2 separate regions of the Acanthopagrus latus genome follow, and region 1 is linked to region 2. Evidence: chromatin contacts called from public Hi-C data. All regions are on one chromosome and are shown on one strand. The core of a region is the stretch at or near the end of the contact, and the rest is flanking DNA. Distances in the headings are between cores, read along the strand shown. Region 1 holds the start of LOC119004906 (E3 ubiquitin-protein ligase TRIM39-like). Region 2 holds the start of LOC119034412 (BTB/POZ domain-containing protein 6-B).

What was found. Hi-C and Micro-C count contacts between places; a contact is called where the count stands out from the background.
Region 1: a Hi-C map of muscle shows a contact between it and region 2, with 4 times the contacts expected there. The contact joins the promoter of LOC119004906 here to the promoter of LOC119034412 in region 2. A contact is called at or near these places in 2 of 4 Hi-C or Micro-C datasets (both in muscle).

Annotation. Positions count from the first base shown.
Region 1 is chr16:2,015,073-2,022,010 of fAcaLat1.1, forward strand. It overlaps LOC119004906 (E3 ubiquitin-protein ligase TRIM39-like), which reads left to right and starts at 4,601. Exons shown (of 1, transcript XM_037072236.1): 1 at 4,601-6,584. The coding sequence starts at 4,601. The coding sequence ends at 5,902.
Region 2 is chr16:1,853,354-1,859,865 of fAcaLat1.1, forward strand. LOC119034412 (BTB/POZ domain-containing protein 6-B) reads right to left here and starts at 1,349. Exons shown (of 4, transcript XM_037125373.1): 1 at 34-1,349. The coding sequence starts at 464. brf1a (BRF1 RNA polymerase III transcription initiation factor subunit a) reads left to right here. Exons shown (of 19, transcript XM_037125371.1): 7 at 4,999-5,148.

The sequences.
Region 1 (6,938 bases), core at 3,351-5,850, 160 kb after region 2:
TAGTTAGTGTTTAACTACTTATACTTTGCTCCCTATTAAACATTTCTTGAGAGATTGAGCAACAGCAACAAGACAGATAAATGAATCAGAAAGTTTGTCGGAGTAAGAGACTATATAACTGTCTCTGTCAAACCCTGGTGAGTACAGCACATTGAGACACATGAGAGAATTATTCTCTGAATGTCTGGCCTCTTCTTTTGTCTTTTTGTAAATGTATTTACTATTAACTGTGGCAGACTTTCATTGCAGAACAATTTCAAATGAAACAGTCTCCAAATATCTCTCAGAGCACATAGAAAGCATTGATACTTTGCTTCCCTAATAATTTTTCCATGTGTCACAAATACATCACTGTTATTAACCTGAGGGAGGAAACAAACTGTCAGGAACAGAGCTGGAACAAGAGGCGGAGCAACATAGGAAAATCAGGTGAGATCCAACATCAGATACCTCAACAAGAACTGAGAAATCATCCGAGTAAGAAGAGCGCTACAGCTGAGACACACCTTGTTGTTTCTCTCTGAACAGCGAGAATCAAACCCAGTTCGTCTCATCTTTTATAAAAGTCAGGGCCTGTCTTTATTTTCCCCTGTTTCTATTTTTTTTTCTAACATTGAAATAACTGTTGAATGTGAGCATATGATACCAAACTGTCTCCTGACATTCTGGTAATGATTATTTGATGTTTATTATTACAAATTCTGTCATTCTGTTTCTTCACACTTTCACTTTTGTTTTCCATGAATATGTCAATATGTTGTTTTCGTTCCATTGCTCCGTGCAAACTAGAAACAGAAATACAGCATGAATGGAAACAAGATATAAAGATAGATATAATAAAAACTAAAATAGACAATGAAATAAAAAAAATTTGAAATCAAAATGAAATATTAAAGTAGACATCAAATTAAAATGAAATATTAAAGTAGACAATAAAATGAAAATAAATAATGAAAAGTAGTAACCAAAACAAACCAACCTTTTTATTTATTTTTTTATTTTTTGGCCTTTTCTGGCTTTATGTCAGGTTGGGGGTTTAAAGGGAAGACTATGGATAAAGGGAGGTGGACCCAAACGCAGTTACACAGGAGGCAAGATAAGGGGAACAAAAGGCGAGCTTTTATTAAACAAAAGCTGAATGCAAAAAAACCCCCCAAAACAGACTAAATGGGACAAAAGGCAAAGTAGCAAAACAAAACCAGCAAGACAAAGTAGCAACAAAAGAAAACAGCAAGACAAAGTACAAATCAAAAATCAAAGTTCAACTCAACCATGGAAAACTCAAAACCAAAACATACCAAACAGGGGACAGGAGCTCGAACAGGAGCTCGAACAGGAGCATGGCCCGGAGCATGGACAGGAGCATAGACAATCAAACTCAGAATGCAAACAAGACAATGACTGGACAAGGAGTGAAGGAAACACACAGACTAAATACACAGAGTCAAAGCCGGGAGGGTGGAGAGGGTCAGGGGGAGGGCCAAGGTCCAAACGAACAGGAGGGTGGAGGCAAGGACTGGGAGCCACTGGAGGCCAGGGACGTGGACTGGGACCCACTAGAGGCCGGGGACATGGGCTGGGACCCACTAGAGGCCGACAATGAAACTGAAGGTGTTCTGAAGGCCGGCGACGAAGACGAAGACGTAGGCGTAGGCGTTCTGGGGGCCGGCGCCGAAGACGAAGGTCTGTGGCGAGGACGAAGGCGAAGGGGCTCTGGAAACCGGCAGAAGCGGCATGGGCTGAAATGCACTGGATACCAGGTACGTGGGCTGAGGCGCACTGGAGGCTGGCGACGAAGGCGTAGGCATAGGCGTAGGCGCAGGCTGGAACTCACTGGAGGCTGGTGACGAAGCGTAGGCGTGGCCTGGAACTTGCTGGAGGCCGGCGACGAAGGCGAAGGCGTAGATGCAGGCTGGAACAGGCCTCGGCCGGGCCTCTGACAGGTGCCATCTGGACTGCCGACTGAAGATCACTGGCAGGTGTCGACCGGGCCGCCGACTGAGGGCCACTGGCAGGTGTCGACTGGGCCGCCAACTGAGGGCCACTGGCAGGTGTCGACCGGGCCGCCGACTGAGGGCCACTGGCAATTGACGACTGGGCCACTGACTGAGGGCCACTGACTGAGGGCCACTGGCAGGTGTCGACCGGGCCGCCGACTGAGGGCCACTGGCAGGCACTGGGGTTGAGACTGTGGTCTGGGTTGGTAGCCAGGCTGTGGCTGCGGCGTTGGTTTGGGCTGGGAGCTCGGCTGTGGCTGAGGCCTGGGCTGCAATAGCTTAATCTCTAAGATGGTTTCTCGCATTAAAGAGTCAGAACAACAAGCTGCCAAACCAGGAGAAGTTCCGTATGACGTCTGCACTGGAACCAAACTGAAGGCCCTGAAGTCCTGCTTGGTGTGTCTGGTGTCCTACTGTGAGACTCACCTACAGCCTCATCTGACAGTGTCAGGCCTGAGAAGACATCAGCTGATCGACCGACCAGACATGTGTCTGCATGCGCTGCACTATTTCAGACCACAAACAACATGAAGTTGTTTCTCTGAAAGAGGAATGTGAAGGAAGAAAAGCAGAGCTGGGTGAGACAGAGGCTGAACTTCAGCAGATGATCCAACAGAGACAAGTGAAGATTGAAGAGTTCGAACAATCTGTCATGGTCAGCAGGGAAAATGCAGGCAGGGAAATAGCAGAAGGTGTTCAGGTGCTGACTAGCCTGAGAGATGCTATTGATAGAAAGCAGGCTGAAGCCATTAAAGTGATTCAATCGAAGCACAAACTGATAGAGAAACGAGCTGAAGGCTTCAACAAAGAGCTGGAACAAGAAATCTCTGAGCTGAAAAAGAAAAGTGCTGAGCTGGAGCAGCTCTCACACTCTGAAGACCACCTCCTCCTCCTGCAAAACCTCCAGGCCCTGAAAGCAGCTCCACCCACCAAGGACTGGACTGGACTAGCTGTAATATTTTAGAGAGTTTGTAAAATTACTTGCAGTCAACAGAACAACAAAGCAACAACCATGAAAATCTGTCACAACATATGTGGTGAATACACGCATGTTTTGCCTCTTGATATCTGTTTTATACTGATTTCTTATTAGTAATATGTTTGAAAAATAAATGTTCAAGAGTGGAAAAAATGGGATTGTTGTTTCTCAGTCGTTAATATGGGAAACTAGCATTGATATTGTTTTTATACTGAAATAAACAGATTTTGTAAGACTATATCTCATGTTTTCTATTAAGTCAATATAGATACAACCTCTATACAACACAAACATTGATATGATATAATAATGAATACAAACAGAACAAATGTCATAAAACAACAGCAAAGAAGGCACTGAAAGAGGATTTGAAGGAAAAGCCTTGCCATACAAATTTTGATAAACATCAAGAGACACTCCTTGTTTCATTGTTGTCTCTGTTGTGTAGAAACAGCTGTTTCGCTGTTGTTCCTGACTCTCTCCTGACCCAACACAAGCTCTAACACCCTGCAGCCAATCAGAATCAAGTATTCACAGAGACCATGGTGTAAAACCAAAAATCCAACATCCTGTGGATGTCTTAAACTGGCCTCTTCTGTTGTCTTTTTGTAAAAGTATTTTCTGTTGACTGCTGTAGACTCTCATTGCAGAATATTTTAAAATTAAATAATCTCCAAATATCTCTCAGTGCACATAAACAGCCTCAGTACTTTGCTTCCCTAATATTTTTTTCCATGTGTCACAAATACTTCACTGTTAGTAACCTGAAGGAGGAAACAAACTGTCAGGAACAGAGCTGGAACAAGAGGCGGTGCAACATAGGAAAATCAGGTGAGATCCAACATCAGATACCTCAACAAGAACTGAGAAATCATCAGAGTAAGAAGAGTGTTGCAGCGCAGACTCACCTTGTTGTTTCTCTCTGAACAGCCAGAATCAAACTCAGTTCATCTCATCTTTTATAAAAGTCTCTGCCAAACAGCGGTGAGTACAGCAGATTATATCTAATGTGTTTATGATATCAGCATTAACACACACTGGAGCTGTTTTCAATCAGGGCGTGTTTTTATTTTCCTTCGTATTTTTTACATTTGAATAACTTGTCAAATGAAACTTTGACAAATGTAAAATGAAATCATATAATACAAAACTGTCTCCTGACATTCTGGTAATGATCATTTGATGTTTAATAATTAAGGATTCTGTTGTTCTGTTTCTTCACACTTTCACTTTTGTTTTCCCTGGAAATGTCAGCTGTCGGCCTCACAGTAACATTTACACGAGCTGTCCTTAGTCAATGTGTGCTTCTATTGTCAGTTAATGAAAGAAACTTTCACTTATTTATCTACTAACAGTCAGTGATCATATTATTTTTTGAAGTATTCCCTTGGCCTTTTTTATGGCTTCATTGGATAGGACAGCTTGAGAGTTGACAGCAGACAGGATGAGAGTGAGGGGGGACGACACGCAGCAAAGGGCCAGAGGTCAGACTGTGTCCTGGGCTGCTGCAGCGAGGACACAGCCTCTCCACCAACTGAGTCCCTGTGGCACCCTGTGATACTATTGGATAATCATTTAATTAACGTTTTGCTTCTTCACACTTTCACTTTTGTTTTCAGTGAATATGTCAGCTGCCAAAAGACCTTTCCCCAAGGATCAGTTTCTGTGCTCCATCTGTCTGGATGTGTTCACTGATCCTGTCACCACACCATGTGGACACAACTTTTGCAAAAACTGCATCACTCAACACTGGGATAGTGAAGCCCATCGTGAGTGTCCCGACTGTAATAAACGTTTCAAGAGAAGACCTGAGCTGCAGGTCAATAGTTTAATCTCTGAGATGGCTTCTCGCATTAAAAAGTCAACTCAACAGAGAGCAGAACTGGGTGACACAGAGGCTGAACTTCAGCAGATGATCCAGCAGAGACAACTGAAGATTGTAGAGTTCAAACAATCTGTCAAGGTCAGCAGGGAAAATGCAGGCAGGGAAAAAGCACGAGGTGATCAGGTGCTGACTAGGCTGAGACGTGCTATTAAGAAAAGGCGGACTGAAGCCGTTAACGTGATTCAATTGAAGCACAAACTAATAGAGAAACAAGCTAAAGGCTTCATCAAAGAGCTGGAACAAGAAATCTCTCAGCTGAAGAAGAAAAGTGCTGAGCTGAAGCAGCTCTCACTCTCTGAAGACCACCTCCTCCTCCTCCGAAACCTCCAGGCCCTGAAAGCTGCTCCACCCACCAAGGACTGGACAGAGGTCAGAGTCCGTTCTCCATCATATGAGGGAAATATGAGGTCGGCTCTTGCTCCATTGGTGGAGATGCTCTTAACTGAATTGAATAAACTGCTGCCAAACATTGCACTCAGAACTGCCCAGCAGTCTGCAGTGGATGTGACTCTTGATCCTGATACAGCAAATCCAACACTCATCCTGTCTGCAGATGGTAAACAGGTACATCATGCTGATGTCAAGAAGAAGCTCCCAGATAACCCAAAGAGGTTTTCTCGTGATCTGTGCGTGGTAGGGAAGCAGGTCATTTCTGCAGGAAGATTTTACTTTGAGGTTCAGGTTAAGGGGAAGACTTGCTGGGTTATAGGAGTTGCCAATGAGTTGATCAATAGGAAGGGGCCACTCAATATTGATCCTCAGAATGGTTACTGGACTCTTGGTTTGAGGAAAGAAAATGAGTACTACGCTACTGCAGGCCGTCTGGATTTAAAGTCACAGCCTGAGAAGGTGGGGGTGTTTGTGGATTATGAGGAGGGTCTGGTCTTGTTTTATGATGTGGATGCTGCCAGTCTTATCCATGCCTTGACTGACTGCTGCTTCACTGAGAGACTCCTCCCATTCTTATACCCCGCCCCCAATAAGAGTGGCAAAAACTCCGCCCCTCTGATCATCCGTCCTGTCAAACACAGGGTAAAATAACTATCGAGAAAAAGACAGATCTCCACATTTAGTAATAACGTAATGAGCACCGGCGTTTTGTTCAGATTCTATTTAATGTGGATTTTTGCATCTTGATTATATCCAACTCCACCCTGCAACTTACTGCTGTAGCACAATCATTTAGTTGATCTTGTTTAATGTAGTTTAATTAAGTTTCAGACTGTCTGTAAATACCAAACAAGCAGTCCAGTAGTCACAGGCCCAACCTGAAGAAATGTTCTCAATGGCAATCTTTTGCAGGAAACATTTCTGTCTTAGTTGTGATCTCTCTATGACAATATAATAATTAATAAAAATAGACAGATTGACCACATACATTAAAATTATTGTTAGAATTTATACACTTATTAGAAACGGCTGTTTCCCTTTTGTTCCTGACTCTCCTCAAATATTGACCCGTCACAAGCTTTAACACTCTGCAGCCTATCAGCACTCACTGAGACCATGGTGTAAATCCAAAAATGCAATACCTTGTATGTTAGGTTAAATAGTCTCCAAATATCTCTCAGTGCACATGGACAGCTTCAGAACTTCCCTAATACTTTTTTCATATACCACAAATACGTCACAGTTATTAACCTGAGGAACAGAGCTGGAACAAGAGGCGGAGCAACATAGGAAAATCAGGTGAGATCCAACATCAGATACCCACCCCACCCCCACCCCCACCCCCAACACACACACACGCGCGCACATACACACACACACACACGTGCGTTTTCAATTAAGGCGTGTCCGTTTTTTTTCTCAGTAACATTTACATGATGTAGTCAATGTGTGCTTCTTTTGTCATTTTATATATGTATGAAAAACATTTCAAAAGTAATCTTCTGGTCTTTTTTGGTGGATATATATTTATATATTTGCTGGTGTATTGATTTAAGAGGACAGCTTGAGAGGGGGGACGACTCTCCACCAGCTGAGTTACTGTGGAACCCTGTAGTTTGATTTAAGTGACATTCTGCTTCTTTACACTCTCACTTTTGTTTTCAGTGAATGTGTCAGCTGACAGCAG
Region 2 (6,512 bases), core at 99-2,598:
CGGTGTTTCCGTGAGTCGGGCAGCAGATGTTACCTCTCTCTCAGTGTGGGGTGGCTGCACTGCCAGCTGGGCGGATCGACGTTGTTGTTGTTGATGTTCTGCTGGGTGGTCGGGGTGGTCGCCGCGCTGCTGCTGCTGGCCTGGCTCACCGGCACCTCCTTGGTCTTCTCGGTGTCCGCCACCGTGGTGCCGGTGGACAGGTTGGTGTTGTTGGTGTTGGCGGCGGGGTACAACTCCGCAGCCATCTTCTCCTCCTCCACCTCCTCCTTCCTCCTCTTCTGCTGCTGCTGCTGCTGCTTCTTGCTCGACAGGGACAGAGTCAGGATCTCATAACATACCGGCAGCCTGCCCGGGAGCTTGCCGACCTTCTTGGACTTTTTCAGCGTTTCTGGGAGAAGGAGTAGATAAGTCAGACACCTCATGATCCGGCCATGATGGAGCAACCTGCAGTCTGCCGTTGGCATCGGCACGAGCGAGCGGTCGTCTTCGGTCGTCGGTATCCGGGGAACTGGATCTGTCGCGCGCGCTGAAAAACGAACTAACTGACGTCCGGTCGTCCGCGGAGGAATCAGCCGTTAATCAGGGAGATTTAAAACCACATCGACGGCGAAGTTCACACGACAACATGTAAATATCCGTCCGGCGTCCAACTTCGACCGCAGGCACTTTTGCTCCGTGTCCCGGCGGTCAGCTCATCCTCTCCGGACGGAGAAATGTCCGCTTGTTTTCCCTTTTTCAGCGAGTCGGTAATCCGGATAGTCGCAGCTGGTATTCAAGTCCTTGCTCTGTTTTCCACCCCGCCTCCGCGTTAATCCCCTCGGATACTTATCCCTTTCTCTCCCGACCGACTGTCGACCGAGGCGGATCCAGCTGCCGTGTTCCTCCGGCCGTCCTCACCCGAGGTATACACTCATTTGTGGGGAGTTTTTGAGGTCCGCTTCATTTTCTCTGCGTTTTTTTCCCCCCCTCGTCGTGATCTCCTCGGACGCCCAGGGCTCGCTCTGGACCAATCAGATCCCCGCCCCGCGCTGACGTCAGGAGAGCAGAGGCGCCTCCCCCAGCAGCTCCGCAGAGTGCGTCACCGGGCCGAAGCACCGCCCCCTCGTCCCGCTGATCAGAGCCGCTGCTGGGATAAAAATACAATTAAAGAGAAGGTCGCTTAAATACGAGCCTGCAGGCCGGCAGCGACCAGGCGACATGACCCCGAAACACACAGCACTTCGTCCAGGATACAGCGGAACACCATGATCTCATGTCAGCTGTGATATACATCTTATTCTGTGTGTTATTATCCAGCTGGGACACGTCCTAATCCTCTGTACGTGATCTCTACTGAAGGAAACACCCCACAAGTTAAAACCACAATCAATAAATTATTCATTATTAATGCTTTATTACACCCCCAAACACTTACTAAATGATAATAATAAGCACATATGTTGTTTTACAGCATAAATACCTGTTTCAGCCTCGTATAAGGGAGTAGAATCATGTTTTATATGTCATATTTGACCATGTTATCATTTTATGTGGACTCAATGGGGAAAAAGTTGCATTTAAAGGGAGAAAAAGCTTATTTTGCGTGTTATTATCGAGGTGGAGAGGCTGTGACACGTCCTAACACTCAGTCTATGATCTCAACTAAAGGAAACACCCCACAAATTAATGCCACAATCAACACATTCTTTATTATTAACTTATTACATGATAATGATAAGCACATATATAGTTATATGCTTAATTCAGCCACTAAAAAGAGAACAGCATCATGTTTTATGTTTTATATTTGACGATGTTGGGACCTCCTGGTGAAATAAAGATGAAATTCAATAGAAAAACAGTCTCAAGCAAGTCCCAAGTAATTTTTTCTTGGGCAAGTCAAGTTGTGATTTACATATAAAGGGAAAAAAATCTTATTTTGTGTGTTATTATCGAGGTGGAGAGGCTGTGACACATCCCAACCCTCATTACATGAGCTCTACTAAATGAAACACCCCATTAATTAAAACCACAGTCGACAAATTATTTATTATGAACTTATTAAATGATAATAATAATAAGAACATCTGTCATTTTTGCATCATAAATACTTATTTCAACCTTCATAAGGGGAATAACATTAACATCCCATTCAACTTGTCACATTTGACCATGTCGGGACTTTCTGATGAAATACTTATTTTTTCTTGAGTCAGTCAGGTTGAGTCTTTAGTTTAAGGCAAGTCAAGTCTCTGCAGACTTATCTGCACTTCCTGATCTTTATAAAGAGAAAAGACAAGGTAACCAGATCAGAACCGGTCTGATGACATTATTGCCCAATTTATGTAAGCCGTTCAAAAAGTGTGATTTATTTCCTAATTTTTGTTCAGTTGACAGCTGGACTGAAAACAACCAAATGAAAACATGAAATGAACACAAATGTCATTAAAACACAGACCTGAGTCTAATATAAAAACCTAAAACGGCTTATTGTGATTATCGCCTCAGCCTGTGGCTAACAGCTAGCAGGCAGTTCTCTACTCACAGCCTAACAAATTACTGGTATTATTTAAACTTTTTCTTCTTCACCGCTGCAGAACATTTCGGCCTGACATTTTTGAAGCAGAGCAGCTAATGTTGCCGTAACGCTGCGTCGGATGCTCGTCTTTTCTCCAAAGTTCAAAGTAAATATAAATATCCTCATCATTTTGTGATTGGCTGCTGTCAACAACGCTGTCTGAATGTTTTGGAAAGAGAAGTGCCCGGATGGAACGATGTGACACAGACGTGCGGTGAGAATTTAAAAATAATGGATAATTTTTTCACTTTCCAGTGGATCGATATATCGACAGTCCTGATATCTGACCAGACAAACAAGGTGACATCACAGCTACAATTTACATTGACATAAAGAGCATCAGTGTGCAGTCAGGTTTGGATGAGTGAGACTTTCTTCTCTGATTATCAACAATCATACAGAAGAAACTCAAAGAGACAAATTTAAAACCCGCAGTAACAAAAAATAGACCAGAATCCTCTGCAGCTCCGAGTCAGTTTGGGCTCTTGAGGGAAGGGCGCAGCTTCCCCCTCAGCCGACTGATAACACTTTAATGCTATTCATGCCGCTCCGCTCCCACATTTGATTGAACGGAGCGAGTTCGCGGCCCTTCTCTGGGGGTGGTCCAAGTAATTTTGGGGAATGTCGGGAACAGAAGTAGAAGCAGGCGATGCGGGTCGAGGGGAAAGTGGGTACACGAAAAAAGTAAACTCCAGCACTCCATCACAGAATGACTCCTGGGCTGTTTGAGCATCACAGATTGATTATTCTCGACAGTGAAAGAGGATTCCAGGTGCATTTCTTACCCCCTTAAACAGCCTCTTTTCTACGGAGATCTCGTCTGGTCTCTTACAGATGGTGGAGCTTGGAGCGGTGATGGCGAGCTCTGCAGACGTATCATTACATGGTGTGGGGGGGGGAGGGATCAGCCTGGATCTGATTACCAGCTGGCTCGACCAGCTTTCCACTGGACCGCTCTATAAACGCAGCCACTGACTTCAAAGATATTTGACTCCGCTGTCCTGAAACTCTTCTTTTTGTCTCCAGGCTAACAGTGGAAAGAGAATTCCTCCTAATGTTGATATTAAATTAGATTTCCCAGCAAGGTAAAAACCACTTTCAGAATAAAAACTCAAACTGGCCACCTGCCAGGCTGTTTCAAGGCAGAGGCAGGTGGTTCTGAAGGTTTTGCTCTCTCCAGCTGAATCCAAAGTATTTTTCCCTAAAGTTTACGATACGCCGCGCTGTCCAAGTTTCTCAGAGACATTTGAGAAGCAAAAGGTTTGTGATTGGAAGGCTGCCCATTCAAATCCTTTCGCCAGCTGCGAAAATCTGGACGGAGACGCCGAATGAGAAACAGGCTGCTTCGAGGTGCACTCGAGCTAAATGCTAATCCTCAAGTTCTCCACTGGAGCTAATTAGCAGCCAGCGGGAGGAGACTGGTTTTACTGGGGGGGCACACAGGTGCTAATGATCTAAATCTGCTTTCAGAATGGGACAGAACTGCATTTTCTTCGGTTTATTTACAGCTCAGACGCAGGTGAACCGAAGCTCACCAACAAAATCTGTATGGACACATAAGCAGCCTGTTTATTGGACAGAGTTCTCGTTAAAGTGTCATCCTGAGAGAGTTTTGGCAGCAGGTTGAGAGACGAGCAGACCTGATATCAGTCCATGAAACCATAGCAGGATGGACTCGTACGCTCCCTCCGCCATGATTTATCCTCTCCAGGAAAACACACACGAGACAGAAGCTGAATGTGATCATTACAGGATACTTATTAACCAGGAACTGAGCAGTTCCTGCAGCTGACGTCCAGGCTGTCTGAAATTAATCAGTTACTTGTTTGGTCCATAAAATGTCAGAAAATTGACTTAAAACCATTAAATGAATATTAAACCAGTTGGCCGTTATGTACCAATATAAAAAAAAGATGCTTGGAGTATTTAACTGTTTCGCTGCCCTGACGTCTTTATAGACATTTATGGTCATTGTTAAGCTGTAAAATGTTCTGCCTGTGTTATATGTCTTTGTCATACGTGTTTGATAGCAACATTTTAAGGATCGTTACAAAAAATGACAATCTGCAAGAAAACTCAGCGCAAGATTGTTTTGCGTCACATATTTAGTAGCAATAAGGACGTTAAAGAACCAGAACAAAACATTCAGAAACCATGAGCTGCTTCTCTGTCGTTGTTCAGCAAATGATAAAAAATCCAAACTGGAAAAAATCAGATTTTCCACATCTGTCAGTGTGAAGGAATCTACTAAGATGTTCTCTGTCCAACAACCTGACCCGTTTACTTCTCTGGTCCACGGCCCAACTTTCCACATCAGACGGTTCTGCAGACAGAACCTTCTTTGGCTCAAGGAACCGAAAGGAACAAATGCTCCAGATTTTAAAGGCACGACTGAATCAGAACATGCACCTCTATAATCACAAACACTTCTCTGTCTGCAGACCCGTGCCTGTACATCCCCCGTTTCGCCCAAATGTTGGAATTTGGGGAGAAGAACCACGAAGTGTCCATGACGGCGATGCGCCTGGTGCAGAGGATGAAGAGGGACTGGATGCACACGGGACGAAGGCCGTCGGGCCTCTGTGGAGCAGGTGAGCGTCGTGTCTGCCGTCTGTGCTGCCGAGGACTGTTTTAATTTCAGGTGAGTGGTGCTGGCAGCCGGCCTGTCATCAGAGGATTCCTGTTTCCAGTCCTCTGAGGAGAGAAAGTGATTAACGCTCACTGTTCTGTTGGCATCTAATCACCAAGGTGCCCTTCACCCTCAGAGACTCCTGAAACTCTGCCCAGTGACCATCAGTATTAGAAACTCAGCCCGAGGTGTCTCTTTCTCACCTCACTGTACAACAGACTCACACTTTTATTAATATCAGTGGATTTCAGGACTGTGGGAAGTTTACTGCCTTGTTTAACTTTGCACATAGTGATTTTCATCACTGTGAGGAAAGGTTTCAGAGCAAAGGGAACATGTAAATGAACCTGCACAAGGCAAAATATGATAAAAACACAAAGAAGACCCTCAACTTTAGAGCCTCTTTCATGCACTATAGATGAACATTAAAGCAGAGGACGGCGCTCAGGGGGGAGATCAATATGAGAAGCTGTTTTTGTTCAATCTTTAAACAAGCAAACCCCCCCGTTAGCTCAAAGTGCAGAATTAGCTGTTGGCGTCCTGCCAGCTGGAGTTTTAATAAAGAATTGGATCATTTTGTCAAGAAACTTGCGAGTAAGAGACGGTAATGAATACTGTAGAGGTTTATCTCGCTCTGTAGTTCTTCAACACGCAGCGTGTAAAAGTCTCTCGCACACTAATAACCAGGACGAGGAGGCTTCTGTCGATTTAAAGGAGCAGTTTGTAAGATATGGCCAGAACTGTCGTTATCACAGTGTAAAGGAACGCTGCTGTCGTCAGCTAGATCAGAGCTGCAGCACGCTGAACGCCCTTTTACAGATCAACACTATAACACGCAGACATTACAAACAGATGATGTGCCCACCAACCGGTCTGCTGGCAGGTGAATCCTGACACTCACCTGCGTCTTTCACTGCTTTTGCTGCCAACTAGGTTACAAATGTATTCTGGCCTTTTGACTGTCTGCTGGTCGTCTGCCAGAGAGACGAACCTGAGAGCACCTGCCTCAAACCACACCACAGTTCGCCCGCCGTCGATTTGCCACCCTGCCCGTCGCCCTGTTAGCGTGAGTGCTGTGGTGCAGTTTATGTGGAACAGCTGAGCTCAAAGCTGCTTCTCCTCCGCGTCGCGTCTCAGCTGGTGTCAACCTGAATACACTCGGCTGCGACGCATTACCAGCCGAGACGTCTTGAAATCGAATCACCAGCTTCCTCTGAGCCCTGCATGTTTACGTTCACGGTTTCAATTTTCGTCTTTCTCTGTTCCTCAGCTGCATTGCCTGAATAATTAATCGCTCATCATAAATCATTGAGAGGGGATACAGTC